Regions from separate parts of the Sus scrofa genome. Here regions 1, 2 and 3 are each linked to region 4. The links are chromatin contacts, called in public HiChIP or PLAC-seq and promoter capture Hi-C maps. All regions are on one chromosome and are shown on one strand. Each heading gives the region's core, a stretch centred on a gene start, on an enhancer-like site or on the middle of the called end of the contact. The rest is flanking DNA. Distances are from core to core; before and after follow the strand shown. Region 1 overlaps COL4A1 (collagen alpha-1(IV) chain). Region 2 holds the start of CARS2 (probable cysteine--tRNA ligase, mitochondrial). Region 3 overlaps COL4A1 (collagen alpha-1(IV) chain). Region 4 overlaps COL4A2 (collagen alpha-2(IV) chain).

What was found. Promoter capture Hi-C pulls out the DNA fragments that hold promoters and counts their contacts. HiChIP or PLAC-seq counts read pairs in DNA pulled down with a chosen protein or histone mark.
Region 1: a contact with region 4 is called in an H3K27ac HiChIP or PLAC-seq map of skeletal muscle. The contact joins two enhancer-like sites. A contact is called at or near these places in 3 of 47 Hi-C or Micro-C datasets (embryonic fibroblasts, epiblast stem cells and mesenteric adipose tissue) and 2 of 2 datasets of contacts at active chromatin or transcription factors (alveolar macrophages and skeletal muscle).
Region 2: a promoter capture Hi-C map of liver shows a contact between it and region 4, with 4 times the contacts expected there. The contact joins the promoter of CARS2 here to the enhancer-like site in region 4. A contact is called at or near these places in 2 of 5 promoter capture datasets (fetal liver and liver), 20 of 47 Hi-C or Micro-C datasets (alveolar macrophages, blood, embryonic fibroblasts and 11 more) and 2 of 2 datasets of contacts at active chromatin or transcription factors (alveolar macrophages and skeletal muscle).
Region 3: a contact with region 4 is called in an H3K27ac HiChIP or PLAC-seq map of alveolar macrophages. The contact joins two enhancer-like sites. A contact is called at or near these places in 2 of 2 datasets of contacts at active chromatin or transcription factors (alveolar macrophages and skeletal muscle).

The regions. Positions count from the first base shown.
Region 1 is chr11:76,917,810-76,921,333 of Sscrofa11.1, reverse strand. The region is part of intron 2 of COL4A1 (collagen alpha-1(IV) chain); the gene reads left to right. Among named protein-coding and RNA genes, the nearest start is that of COL4A2, 77 kb to the left of the region's middle. Within about 2 kb of position 1,648, at least 19 of the 83 cell types and tissues checked have an H3K27ac peak or open chromatin away from gene starts, as enhancers often do. A contact at or near this core is called in skeletal muscle, where this site is marked.
Region 2 is chr11:77,268,254-77,271,668 of Sscrofa11.1, reverse strand. CARS2 (probable cysteine--tRNA ligase, mitochondrial) reads left to right here and starts at 1,733. Exons shown (of 15, transcript XM_021065916.1): 1 at 1,733-2,041. It overlaps ING1 (inhibitor of growth protein 1), which reads right to left and starts at 1,397. Exons shown (of 2, transcript XM_021065917.1): 1 at 1,064-1,397. The coding sequence starts at 1,262.
Region 3 is chr11:76,943,072-76,946,815 of Sscrofa11.1, reverse strand. All of the region lies in intron 1 of COL4A1 (collagen alpha-1(IV) chain), which reads left to right. Among named protein-coding and RNA genes, the nearest start is that of COL4A2, 52 kb to the left of the region's middle. Within about 2 kb of position 1,520, at least 28 of the 83 cell types and tissues checked have an H3K27ac peak or open chromatin away from gene starts, as enhancers often do. A contact at or near this core is called in alveolar macrophages, where this site is marked.
Region 4 is chr11:77,127,553-77,130,870 of Sscrofa11.1, reverse strand. COL4A2 (collagen alpha-2(IV) chain) reads right to left here. Exons shown (of 48, transcript XM_021065909.1): 21 at 914-1,006. Among named protein-coding and RNA genes, the nearest start is that of RAB20, 60 kb to the left of the region's middle. Within about 2 kb of position 2,035, at least 51 of the 83 cell types and tissues checked have an H3K27ac peak or open chromatin away from gene starts, as enhancers often do. A contact at or near this core is called in alveolar macrophages, fetal liver, liver and 5 more, where this site is marked.

The DNA.
Region 1 (3,524 bases), core at 399-2,898, 210 kb after region 4:
GTGATAATTCAGGGTTTGTTGCTGGTAACGGTGTCTCCTCTGCCATCCTTAGAACCGTTTCACACACTCAGCCTCGCGACCCTGGGGACTCTGTTTGGATTTGGATTCTTGACGAAGCTTCAAAGGGGACCAGGGTTGGTGTTCGGGTTCCATCTGAACTTGTTTAAGCACGGATTTTAAGAGGAGGGGAAATAATTAGATAGTATAAAAAGCCTTTTATTCCCATCTTTTATGGGTTTTTAAAAAAGATTTGTCCTTCTCTACGTAATACATGATGTAAAAATTTTATGTTGCTGCATGCATGGAACTCTCTTTCCTGCCTAATTTAGAGTGGCTAATTTTGATGCCCAGATTTTTCACCATGGCTGCGTTCTTTCATCTTTATAGCATTTTTTTTCTCCTCCAATTCTGACTTTCATCCTTGGAAGATGCAGTGATAATCATTCCATTGTTGGGACATAAGTTTTTTTTTTTTTTTTTTTTTTTTTTTAATTAGTACAGCACACAGCACTGACCTTCTGGAATAAAACTAGTCAATGTGGTTGCATCAAAACACGTTTGTGGAAGCCCTTCTCACTCCCCACTTGAAATTCTCGCTGCGGTGACGACAGTGGTCATGGGCTTTGCTCTGGCCACCACGTCCCCGTGGACCTCTTGCCTCCAGGATCTCATGGCAAAGAGGTGTCGAAAGGGTCCTGTTTCTCAGTTGTTTTAACTGCACGCTCTGCCTCGAACCCCAGCAACCCCGGCGCACGAGCAGTCACGACTGTAGCATCGCTCTTGCAGCTGCAGAGTCTGGCTTAGAAAGACCTGGTGGGAGAACCTTCACACAACCTGCCCAGCTCTTTGCTTTCCCTCTGCCCGTCGTGGAGATTTGCTGCAAGGCTGCGGCATCACTTGGCCTGTGTTTGCCAGCTAATTGTATTGCTGTTTGAATGCTTATCCTGTCTGTGTGCCCTGCCCTGCTGCCCAGAAGAGCCCTGGACGGGGTCCAGGGTATGAGACTAATCGTGTGTACTTTTGTCTGAACAAAAGATGAGGAAAGTTAAAAAAATATGTGTGAGGCGGCCAGATCCATGTCCATAGAGGAGTCACTTCCTCTAGCTCCTTAATTTCAAAACTCCTGGGATACGGGGCTTGCTCAAGTGTTCCGCTGACATTCGGGGAGGAATGTGTCCTCGCGGTGAGAGCTCCCACTGGGAATTCAGAGTTCTGCGTCTGTTCCCAGGAGCACACAGGGGTCACCCAGTGACATGCGACGCGTCAGTAAAGCCTTGGAGTCCTCATTTCCCTATCTGTGAAATGGACATAAAAGGGGCTAATGCGATGCTGGTGAATTACTGAAAATTCGCTGGGAACCAGCTTGCTCTAGTGACCTAGAAAAAAACACCAGCTCTGGGGGAAGCTGGCCTCCTTTCTATTTCTGGCTTTCATGCTGACTCAGTGAGAAACTTGGAGGAATCAGCTCATCTGGCTCTGGGTCTCCATGCATTCCACGATTAAAAAGAGACTTAGAAAATCTTTATCTGCCCCGACTCTCGGGACGATACCGGAGGCTTTTCTGCTGACGTGCCTTTCACGCGTCCTCCCATCTCGCGTCGGGTTATCCGAGGATACGCGATTCAGGGCTCACTTCTTTTTCAGCCAGCTGTGTGCCGTTCAGCTCTGGTCTATTTTGGGTAGAACCTTCCCACGTCCGAGTAAGGGAGGCGGTGCGTGTGATGCCCGTGAGAAGCCATCTCCAGCGCCAGGAGTTTGTGCAGTTCTGTCTGTTGTGATTTTAGGTGAAGGGACAGTGTATTGAGGAGCTTTGCATTGGTCGCGTCTTGGTCTGAGGATGTCTTCCTTTCCCAGCCCTGTCGCAGGCCTCGGGGAGAAGGAGCCCGCGTTCGGTGTCAAGTCCTGGGCCGGGCTCTGGGGACGCGAGCATCTGTTCTTCCTGGTTGATCCCTGGATGCAGCTGGTCCAAGGAGCTGTGCCAAAGGGCCGCGCCTAGTTTTCTTTCTTTCTTTTTTTTTGTCTTTGTGGGGCCACCCCCATGGCATATGGAGGTTCCCAGGCTAGGGGTCGAGTCAGAGCTGTAGCCGCCAGCCTACACCACAGCCACAGCAACGAGGGATCAGGGCCGCATCTGTGGTCTACACCACAGCTCACGGCAACGCCGGATGCTTAACCCACTGAGTGAGGCTAGGGATCCTAGTCGGGTTCGTTTCCACTGCGCCACGACGGGAACTCCTTAGTTTTCTTTACTCCGTTTAGGACGCGATGGTAGCCTCTAGGGTTTGGCTTAATCCGCTCCCATTTATTCACACGCTGCTTCCAGCCTCCTGACTTCCGCTTCCAGCAAAATGCCCAATCTGGGGAGGCGAAGTGGCTGGAGATCAAGTTCAGAAGCCCATTTTCTCATCAGAGCAAATGCAGCAGGGAGTTCCCATTGTGGCTCAGTGGTAATGACTTTGACTAGGATCCATGAGGACGCAGGGTCGATCTCTGGCTTTGCTCGGTGGGTTAAGGATCCGGCGTTGCTGTGGCTGTGGTATAGGCTGGCCACTACAGCTCCAATTTGACCCCTAGCCTGGGAACATTCATATGCTGAGTGTTTAGTCCTAAAAAGCAAAAAGCCAAAAGGGGAAAAAAAAAAAGGCAGCAGGTGCTGAATTCACCAGCAAGCACCAGGACTGGCTGAGGGGTTTGGGTTTGGAGAAAAGGACAACTCTGGGAGTTTCTCTCCCACATCCTTGCATTTATGCCACGTTTCAAAGCTTTAAGCAACTTTTGGTGATGTGCTGTTTGCGGCGTAAATGTTTGTGTTATGTGATGTGTAGCTTGTTGGTTTCTCTTTGCTTTGAACGAACGTGGTTGTGAGCAAAGTGTTGGACACTGGAGACCCCTGCCTGTGGCTTCCACAATGCCTGCTGCTCTTTAATCAGCTGAGGTTGGGAACTCCCCGGTGGCACAGCAGGTTAAGGACCCAGTGTTGTCACTGCTGTGGCTCAGGTTCCATCCCTGGTCCGGGAACATCTCCTAAGGGCCAGCTCAGGGCCTGGAGTCCCCCCATCTTTCCGAATTACCGCCACCTGTGTGGTCCCCGAATAACATTCACTATTTTAAAAAGAAACTTTATTTCTTTTTGCTCCACAAGGGCAGAGACCTTTGCAACCCCCACGCCCACAATAAACTCCCACACGTTTTAGAGAAGCTCGTGAAAGCCTTTCAGGCTCTGGATGGAACAGGGAGTCTCAGCATCTCGGGGTGAAGCTCCCACCAAGGGCTCTGCCCACAATCCTGCTAATGGGAGGCCTGAATGACATCTGCTCACAGTCTCAGCCCCGCGTCTGCTGATGGCGAGAAGATTCCACTCATCAAATGAGGCCACGAGCAATTTGGTGAAGAAAATCCTCACCAGTCTGTCGTCGTACTCACCCAAGGACCCACTTAGCGTTTAGAAAGCGGTGTGTAGGAAGTGTCACGCTGGGGACACGCAGGGGCACTCCTGCCCTTGGAGAAGCTTAAGAAATGGCAGG
Region 2 (3,415 bases), core at 484-2,983, 140 kb before region 4:
GATCGAAAGGCAGAGACTCGATGGAGTCCAGGTAGTCCTCCACATAGTTCACCAGGTGGATCTGCTCCCCGTTGGCAGGGCTCAACATGGTTCACCGAGGTCCCCGGCGACTCGGCGCGGCTTTCCGCTTCCTCCGGCCCCCGCCCCCTCGGAGCCCAGCGCTGCAAAATGCAAGGCTCCCGCCCGCCGGCGCCTCCCCTCCGGCCGGCCCCGCGCCGCTACATCTGCGAGCTGCACCGCCTGGGCCCGGGGACCGGCGCCTGGCGGGCCGGGCCGGAGCTCGGCGGCCTCGGGCGCGGGGCGGGCGCGGGCGGGCGTGCGGGCGCGCACCCCGGCGCAGGGGCCGGGGCCGGGGCCGAGCGAGCGCGGGAAGGGGCGCGCGCCGCCCGCCGCGCCGCACTTGTCCAACGTGGAAAACCCAAATACCAGTTTCAAACACTTGGGAAACATTCGGCCCCCTGCATCGCGCATGCGTCCTGGCCCCACCGCCCCCTCCCCCGTGGGCCCCGCCCCCGCCGCATTCACGCCCCTCACCGGCCCCGCCGCACGGGGGTGTGGCTTTGTCTGTCACTTTTGCCGGGGCAGGGGCCGCGGGGGCAAGGGGCAGCGGGCGAGCTGAAAACTTTAGTGGGAGTTTCGCACTTGCAGGCAAAGTGCGTTGGGCGGGGCTGCATGGCCGCTGGGTGTTGCGGGAGAGGCAGGTGGCATAGCCCAGAGCTCTCTGGAACCGACCCGGCCTCGGGACCATCACAATCCCGGGTCACCATCTCCTTCCCTTTGCTCAGTCCCACACTCCTGATCCCGCCTCGCAGCCGGGAAATAAGTACGGCCCGGAACAGACTGGCAACCTCGAGGGCCAATCCAGGTTCCGCCCTCACCCCGGCGGCCCAATCAGGAGAAAGAATAGGCGGGGCGATCACGGACACCTCCCCCTCGGCTCTTACTACTAGAAACCCGCGTCCCTCCGGGGGCGGAGGGACCAGGCTGGCCCGGCAAGACGGAAGTGGTTGCGCATGCGTACTTGTGTGGCCAAGAGGCCCATTTGCCCGCGCCGGAGACCTACCATTCGGCAGTCGGACCACCACTCCCGGCAGCCTCGGCGGCTCCCGCGCCTGCGCGGTCCTCACCGCCCGCCCTTTGTGTTGCCGGCCGGAGCCCAGCGCCGAGCGGCTTGGAGACAAAGGGACCCGAGAGGGGAGCGGTTCGCCAGGCCGGGTCCCCGTAGAGGGCAGGTGACCCCGACCCCTTCCCGCATGTGCCATGGAATCCTCTCTTAAAGTCCGCGCCCCCACTTCGAAAGACCACCCAAGCCGTGGTGGGGCAAGCGTCCGGGCGCCCGGGTCCCGGGGGCCTCTCCCTGTGCAGCCTTGGGCCCCCCTCCCCCTCCTCCCCGCCCTAAACGCCTGGATTTGGGCTTCCGAGGAGCCCCGTTGCCTAGACGACGGGGCCGCGCGAGGCCCGCCTCTTCCGGCCGAGGCCCCGCCTGTGGGCGTGGCCCCCTCCCCCGCTTTGTCCGCGGCGTGCGGGTCTGCGCCGCGCTTGGTGCTTTTCGGAGGACTCGTTTGGCCTCCTTTGTCCTGCCCTGTCCTTTGGCGGGTGTCGTGTCGCCAACTCTAACCCTGTCAGGTAGTTCGGCCTCGGCCCCTGACGTCCCTACCGCCTCTGTGCCTGGGCGGCGCTGCGTCTCTCGGACGGGTGGGTGGGCGGGTTCGCCTGGCTCCGGGTGCCCTGCTGCCCGTGGCCGCTCCCCCTGGGACTGAATCGATGCTCTGCGGTTCATCACGTTCTGGTGGAGTTCCCGAGTGTCCGGAGAACAGTGTCGTGACAACCAAGACCGCGGGAGAGTTTCTTAATTACTCAGTGTCATTCAGACCGAGCCAGTGTTTGTAAAATAGGTTTTGATCCGCAGTGCCCCTAGCAGCGATCTGCAGAGCAGTCCGCGATGTGGCTGTCAGTGCAGACTAAGTTGGGCTGGTCGTCTTTGGAAATGGGTTGGAACGCTGCTGCGGTGATAAACGACGAGTAGGAGTAAAACTTTGAGGTAAATGGGTTTGATCTTCATTCTACCCCTTCATCGCACCCTCACATCAGGAAACGTTCACTTCGATATTTGGGAAAGTGGTTATTTTACTTAGAGAGTCACACTTTTCCAGCTTGGGCCCAGTGTAAAGCAAATGATAGGTAAAGTTTCATTTATTGGCCACTAGCCTGCTTAAAAGGCTTTAATACTGTGACACTATGTGGCAACGAAGAGACTATATGGAATAGAGTAAACGTTGCATAGGAGAAACGCATATACGTAATTTTAAAGTACAGTAACAAGAAAGAGGTTCTTTTAATCCTTGCATTCACTGGCTCTAAAATGAGTAGTGTTTATCTGAATTTAAGAATAAAGGTGGGCGTTCCCGTCGTGGCGCAGTGGTTAACGAATCTGACTAGGAACCATGAGGTTGTGGGTTCGATCCCTGGCCTTGCTCAGTGGGTTAAGGATCCGCGTTGCTGTGAGCTGTGGTGTAGGTAGCAGACGTGGCTCAGATCCCACGTTGCTGTGGCTCTGGCGTAGGCCGGTGGCTACAGCTCCGATTCGACCCCTAGCCTGGGAACCTCCATATGCCGAGGGAGCGGCCCAAGACATGGCAAAAAGCCAAAAAACTAAAAATAAATTAAAAAAAAAAAATAAAGGTGGAGTTCTTGTCATGGTGCAGTGGAAACTAGTCCGATTAGGAACCATGAGGGTCCAGGTTTCATCCCTAGCCTCTCTCAGTGGGTTAAGGATTCGGTGTGACCCTGAGCTGTAGTGTAGGTTGCAGATGCAGCTCGGATCTGGTGTTGCTGTGACTCTGGTGTAGGCCAGCAGCTGTTAAAAAAAAAAAAAAAAGAAAGAAAAAAGGTGAGAAATAATTTACCCTTCCCAATGACCATCAAGCTGGAGTGTTTGTTGTTTTGTTTTGTTTTTTTGCTTTTTAGAGCTGCATCTGTGGCATATGAAGGTTCCCAGGCTAGAGGTTGAATCAGAGCTGTAGCTGCTGGCCTACACCACAGCCACAGCAACGCAGGATCCAAGCTGCGTCTGTGACCTACACCACAGGTCACAGCAACGCCAGATCCTTAACCCGCTGAGTGAGGCCAGGGATTGAATCTGCAACCTCATGGCTCCTAGTTGGCTTCGTTTCCGCTGCACAACGATGGGGAACTCCTGCTGTTGTTTTTTTCTTTTTTTTTAATGACTAGCTGTGGCATATGGAAGTTCCCAGACCAAGGGTCTGATTGGAGCTACAGCTACAGGCCTACACCACAGCCACAGCAACACCAGATCCCAGACCTGTCTCCGACCTACACCTCGGCTCAGGGCAACACCGGATCCTTAACCCGCTGAGCCAGGAAAGGAACCGAATCCTAGTTGTCCTGGATACTA
Region 3 (3,744 bases), core at 271-2,770, 180 kb after region 4:
TTGCAGTATCACCACGAAACTATTTGGACATTTTGCACAGCGTAGAGAATGCGAACAGGAATTTGAAAGATAAGCTGTTTAGACTTGGCCCAGGGCCACATGTCCCTATTTGGTGGGATGGGAGACACACAGAATCGTTAAAGGGAGGACATGTGAAAGGCCTCTCTCCCACCAGAAGCAGGAGGAAAAGCAGAAACTTGAGGACTTCACTCCGTTTGACTTATTTCCAGTAGGCCTTCCTGTGGAAGCCGAGCCACAGTGAGCAAGTCAGCATAAGGCATTCCTCCCCCTTCTCTCTCCCTCCCTCCGTCTCTCTCTCTCTCTCACACACACACGCAGAATAACTAGCAGTTGGCGTCCTTGGTTAAGTAAAAAGTCTCTAAACAGAATGAGCCCGCCCCTCTTCCTGCATCCCCACCTAGAACTCACTTTAATGTTGAGAAGCGCGTTCTCTTGGTCCAGAGACGGGAGACAGCCCAGAAACAGGCTTTATTTCAAGTGAAACTCATGCGTCCATCTCTCCCCTTCCTTCTTGGGCACTAGTACCGTGTATCCTGAATCTTTGGGAATGTTTAGAACTGAGCATCATTTCTTGCATTAATCCCGATGGGTTGATGCTCTGGAAACTTAATTGGGGCATGAAAGAACATTCAAACGACTTGCTTTGTTTTATATCATGAAAAGTATAGAGATGCGTGCAGAATATAAGGGGTATTTGATTTAAGATGGACTTTGTTGTGCCTTTTGCATTCTTTTTCCATCGTCTTATTTGAGGGTAATTAAAGTTGACCCCCGATGTTGATGTGTGTGTGTGTGTGTGTGTGTGTGTGTGTGTGTGAGAGAGAGAGAGAGAGAGAGAGAGAGAGAGAGAGAGAGAGAGAGAGAGGCTTCACTGAGAACCGATGTACATTTTTCTGTAAATCAGCTTCCACTTGGAGGGAGCTTATTATGCTCCTGTGGTACATGATTGGCAGTCAAGATTGCTTGGTTTTCATGGCGTTTTTCTATGGTTATACATTATGAACGATGCTGCCTCCCCCCCAGCGCTGTTTAGGGTTCTCTGACACTCACTGGTCTGGGTGACCCTTCTCTAAGGTGGACCAAGACCCCCAAGTTTTTGGCCTTGGGATCTTCAGCCACATTTCCCGTTTCCAAGTGGACACTGTCTTGGTGACCAGCTCCACTGGCTGTGAATCCTTAGGTCAAGCATGTGCCCCTGGGAAGATAGCACAGGCATCACTCTGCGCCCTTTGGGCTGGTTTACTTGACCTTGAACTCCAGGGAGAGGAAAGATGTGAGTTCTTCCCACAGAATGTACAAGTTCTTCCTGTTCTAGAATCTGAAACAGATGGGGCGGGAGCTCTCTGACGGTAACCCAAGAGCTTCCCCACTTTGGGAAAAATGAGCAGCCCTCAGACTCGCTCAGACGTGCAGCCAGGAGGAAGCTGCTGGAGTCTGCGGGATGCCTTCTGTCCTTTGATTTCACCGAGAGGTCCAGATGCAGAATGTAATTCCTCAGGAAATCATGAAATTTGTGACATGGCCTTTAGCATGTTAGGTCATCAGTGGAATTGTGAGGCTGAGTAACTCATGCGGTTTATTTGCCCTTTGGAGAAATAATTCATAATGGGGGCTTGAGACTTTCATTCATTACTCAAGGCTTTCATTAATGAGCTATTTCAAAACCAGACATTACACCCGATTGAAAGGGACACTTGCAGCGTCACTGGTGTCCTTTTTAGCTGTGCACCCTTGAATGCATGGCCAAGATGTCTCTAGGCACCAGGGCGGTAGCCAGCCTGAGCCATTCTGCGACAGCTGTTGTACAGGGCCAGCATAGCGATATTTCAAAGCAGATTTTATTTAGCAAAGTAAATATGCCTCTCCTGATTTTTGTTTGTTATTCTAAAAATTAGTTTTGTGTTTTAAACAGAGCCGTTTACATAAAAAGCTATAGGCCATCCAGAATACAAAACAAAAATCATGGTTTCAAAATGCATTTTATCCTAAAAAGTCAACAATAATTTAGATATTCTTAGAATTATCAATTCTTTGAAAATGTTTTAGGGCCATAAATGGTAATAAAATTTCCCACCAGAATAAAGCTGATAAAGAGGCATGAATGCCTTTTGTCTGGGATTAAAAAATTTTTTTTTTTTTTTTTTTTGCTTGATATGAGCTGGTGGAGCAGGGTGAGGGTCCTTTATTTCTATCATGGGGCTACAATAAGGCTTTCGTCCTTTTTCTCATCTCAGATTTCCCCCCGTAGTTGTCATAACCTGAAAAGTTGTCCAGGGGAAAAGTGTCGGCTGGTCAGTCACACTGGCTGGGTGTGGTTCTGGAGCAAAAGCTTGAGAAGGAGCTTGACCTCAGCCTCCACAATTGGGGCCCTGTAACCTCTTATCTGGGGTCTCCTGCAATTAAGGCCTGTACTGATAGCTTAAGGGAACCGTTCCAGGAAATTCATTTTTACAACCGCCCTCAAAGTGAATAAAGATAAGCTGCTGAGATTTTATCCATAGTTCAGAAGAGAAAAACCCCAGAATCACGAAACAGCAGTTTTTCAGCTTCAGTCATTAGATGCCCATGCGTCCTGAGGTTTTGAAGATGCCGTGATTGAGCCGTGGTGAGAAAAGCCCATGTGCCGTCCGGACTGCAGCTGGGACCCCCAGCTAAGCCTGGTGGTGGGCGGACATTTCCTAAGTGGGTCAGGGTCAGGGTTCGCTTAGCCGGATTGAGTCTTCCTTCTGGAATCGGTCGGAGTGAAGTTTAGCTGCGATTAAAGAGCAGAGGTGGCGTCCCCTCGTGGTTCAGCGGGTTGTGGACCCGACGTCGTCTCCATGAGGTTGCAGGTTCCACCCCTAGCTTTGCTCAGTGGGTTAGGGATCTGGTGTTGCCATGAGCTATGGTTGCAGATGGCTCGGACCTGGCATTGCTGTGGCTGTGCTGTAGGTCACAACTGCAGGTCCAATTCGACTCTTGGCCTGGGACCTTCCATATGCCCCAGGTGCGGCCATTAAAGAAAAAGAAGAGCAGACGTGGGTTCTGGACCCGGCTCAGGAAGCAGGAGCCTTGTGGGGACAGGACAGCCACAGGGGGAGGTCACCTGGAGCCCTGGCCACGCAGGCCTGCCTCACCTGTTGGGCTTTCCAGACCTGGCGGCCCAACCTCACTGCTTCAGGCAGCTCCGGGGACCCAGCCCCCCTTCCCAGGCTGGTCTGGGGACTTGGAATGGTCCCCTCGGGGACGTTTCCCACGGTGCTGTGATGTACTTCATGTGAGCGGACACGGCAGTGTCTTGGCTCATCCTTTAGGGTCATTATTTGAGGCTAATGAAACGAACTCCACCCCCGACAGCCATGGAACGGCCCATGGCAACAGTTTCAAGAGGCCCGGCTGCGAGCACTTTAGCCGCTCCAGAACTGGGGTGGCTGGAACCCTGGACGGGGTGTCATGGTTCAGTCAGCGCTGTTCTTTATGTCTCCTGCGGGTTTTACAACAGACAGGCTTGCAGGTGAAACGCAGGCTGAGCGCGAGGCTCCGGTCCTGCTCGCCCAGTGCCCCGGGGTACGGGGCGAGCACGCAGGCAAAGGGCCACGAGAAACGTGGTGAAGCCTCACCATAGAGGCATATAACCCACACGTCCCGGGGTCAGAGAGGCGGTGACGTGGAGGACGGCGTGTCTCCTGGTGGCCCCGTGTTTTGGAGGAAGTGCTGGAGCACAGGTGTAAGATTTTGGCGTCA
Region 4 (3,318 bases), core at 786-3,285:
TCGGTGACAGTAGCTGTGGGAAGCCACCATGGGACCTTGGGGGCCAGGGGAGGAAGGTCCAGGGTCAAGGGGAGCTGGAGGGAGGGCGGCCTGGCAGTGGCTGTGGGGCTGGAAGCCAAGGTCCGGGGGGATAAGGGGAAATGCACCCTCCCTCTGTCTTGGCAGGGCTGGACCCAGGGAGCCTGGCGGCAGGGGCGGGGGCAGGCTGGTGGCTGGTGGTCAGGTTGGGGCCCAGGGCACAGAGGGTGAGGTTCCCAGGGGGCTGAGCTGTCCAGTTACCCAGGACGGCTGGTTCCTGCGGGTGCCCCATCCTCTGAGGACCGGGATGCATCCGCGTGTCTCACAGGCACACAGAGGTCCGGTGGTTAAACGTCAGGATGCCCGGGGTGGGGGAGCCGAACAGGCCCTACTGGGGTCCCCCCGACCCAGGCCAGCTCGCCCCTGGGAAGGTGGGTCCTCCCAGGGGCAGCGGGAGGAGGGAAAAGGCAGGAGAGTTTGCTCTCACGGCCCCACCTTCGAGCCAGCACCTGAGCCTCTCCGGAGTCTCGCCACCTCTGCCCTAATCCCTAATCTCCGTCAGGGCCACACCGGCTGCTGCCCTTTGCAAATACTGGTGACATTTTCTTGGAGCAGAATGAACCATCTGAACTCAGGCTAACAAATCACCGTGGGTCTTTTCTGCCCCCTGTGGGGCCCTGTGCTCCCTGAAAATTGGGTGCTGAGGGTGGCAGACAGGACAGAGACGGTGAGGGATGGGTGCGAAGGAAATGCGGAGCCCCCCCCCGCCCGTTCCAGTGCGATGTCCACAGGGGGAGGGGAAGCGGGGGCTCATTCCCACCTCAGAGCCAGAGACGCGGCGAGGCGGGCTGGAAGGGCTGCACGGCGCCCAGCCCGCGGCTCCCGGCACTCTTACCTTTCCAACCTTTCTGGCCGCGAGCCCCCGGGAAACCGGAAGGCCCAGGGTAGCCCATGCTGCCTTTGGCGCCTTTGAGGCCGAACAGGAAATCTGAAGACAAAACCCATGAGGACACACGTTACACAGCCCTGGGGACCCCGTCTCTCCCTGAACCTGCATAAGAAGGTTTAAGGGTAAGTCTCCCAACAGAAAATGACCCCCACTCCCAGCCCACCCCAACGGAGGCTGCTCTGTGGCCATGGCGTCCAGGGGCGGAAAGACAGGAGAGCACCTCCAACCTCGTTTCTATTAAAGTCTAGAAGAGAAATCTTTGCTTTGCAGAAACACTGAGTCCTAAGGTCAGTTTGGATTTCTTCTTTAACCTTCCTTCCTTCCTTCCTTCCTTCCTTCCTTCCTTCCTCTCTCTCTCCCTCCCTTCCTTCCTTTGTTCCCTCCCTCCTTTCTCCCTCCCTTCCTTCTTTCCTCTGTATCTTTTTTGGCCACCCTGTGGCATCTGGAGTTTTCAGGCCAGGGATCAGATCTGAGCCACAGTTGCGACCTGAGCCACAGTTGTGGCTCTGGATTCTTAACCCACTGTGCCAGGCTGGGGATCGAACCTGCATTCCAGCGCTGCAGAGACACCACCGATCCTGTTGCACCACAGTGGTGCAACAGAGTTTGGATTTTTTAAACTACACGTTTTACGTGTGTGCTAAAGTCATGGGTTCTAAGACCAGCAACTGCTGGTTCCCAGAATGACAAAAACCAGACCCAAGCAAAACAATAAAAGACATGAAGACGAGCCTGCTGCCTGGCCCTGCCCTCTTCCCTGGAGCAGGGGCACCTGGCGCGCCCCCCAGGCCCCAAGCTCCTCCGTTTCACCCCTTGGGGTCACACACGTCGACACATGCACATGTGAGTTCGTGTAACTGTATGGATGACTTGTGATTCGTCCGCCTCCCCCTCCCCCCTCCCTAGGACCAGGGCACTTCGGCAGGGCTGCCCCGTCTGCAGGGCCCTGAGAATTCCAAACAGGGACGTCCAGGCAAGGGTGTGAGAAATGGCCTCTAAGAGCCCACAGGACGCTCTGGGTCCCTCCGGAGCAGAGCGCCACCTCGTGGTGGGAACAGGGCCGCACACGCCCGGGAAGCACGGGCTGGGATGGAGGGCGGGGCTCCAGCTCTGGGGCGTGTGATGGGCGGGGCCCTGGGAGAGGGGGCGGTGCCGGGGGTGGGGACGGGAGCGAGATCTGGAGCTCAGTTTTGGACACGAAAAGCTGGCCATGCCTGTGGGACACACGGGGGTGACGAGGTGTTGGGTTAACCGCGGGACGGCGTGCAGCTCAGAGCCCAGAACTGGGCCAGGGAGGGAACAGCACAGAACACTTAGGGACAGCTGGCGCGTGACTGGTATTGCAATTCTTGCGAATGCGTGAGTACGCTGGGCCGAGACAGAGACAGAAAGTTCGCCCTCTCCTGGAGGGTGGTGGTGGTGGGGACCCAGCAGAGGAGCCTCAGGAAGTCAGCAGGCGACCCAGAGCCCGAGAAGGGTGGGCAGAGGGGCCGCTGGCAGCCTCCCGGGCCAAGGGCAGGCTGCTGGTGGGGCAAATGGCTCCCAGGACGCGGCTGCACGGGTCCCTGGTGACCAGGTCAAGGGCAGGCGCGTCCAGGGGCGGACTGCGGGCTTCATGTTATGTCTCCAGCTCTCCTGATACGTGAGATTAAAATAACTAATCTCCCAGACGGAGAGGTTGTGGGGGTTCCTGGCAGCGTTTGCAAATCTACAGGAAGGGCACTTGGTGGCCATCTCAAGGGGCCACCCCCCACCCCAACGAAGCTTTTTCTTCATCCGCTACATTACCAATTTCCAACAAGTCCTGAAGGACAGCGGGCGCCCCCGCCCTGTTTCCGTCCCGGTTTTCCTCCAAGAGACCAGTGGCCGGAACAACGGGGCGGTAATTTGGACTGATTCTAGGGCACAAAGGAGCTGGCCCAGCAGTCGTCTCAGTTAACTGAGCTGGAACCCGGAGTCAGCGGAATGTTCAGCTCAGAAAGAAAAACGACTTCCCGGTCTGACTTTGCTGGAGCTGCACAAGACTACAAATTCTGCTTTCCATCAGTGGCAGCACAGAAAACCAGGTGACATGCAGTGAACAAGAAAAGGACCAACGATCTCGGTCCAGGGGGAGAGTGAAGAACTCTGTGGAGTCGAGGTCATCGATAGTAAATTATGACTCTACTTGAAAATATTTTATTTTATTTTATTTTATTTTTTTTTTTTGTCTTTTTGCCATTTCTTGGGCCACTCCCGCGGCATATGGAGGTTCCCAGGCTAGGGGTCGAATCGGAGCTGTAGCTGCCAGCCTATGCCACAGCCATAGCAACGCAGGATCTGAGCCGCGTCTGCAACCTACACCACAGCTC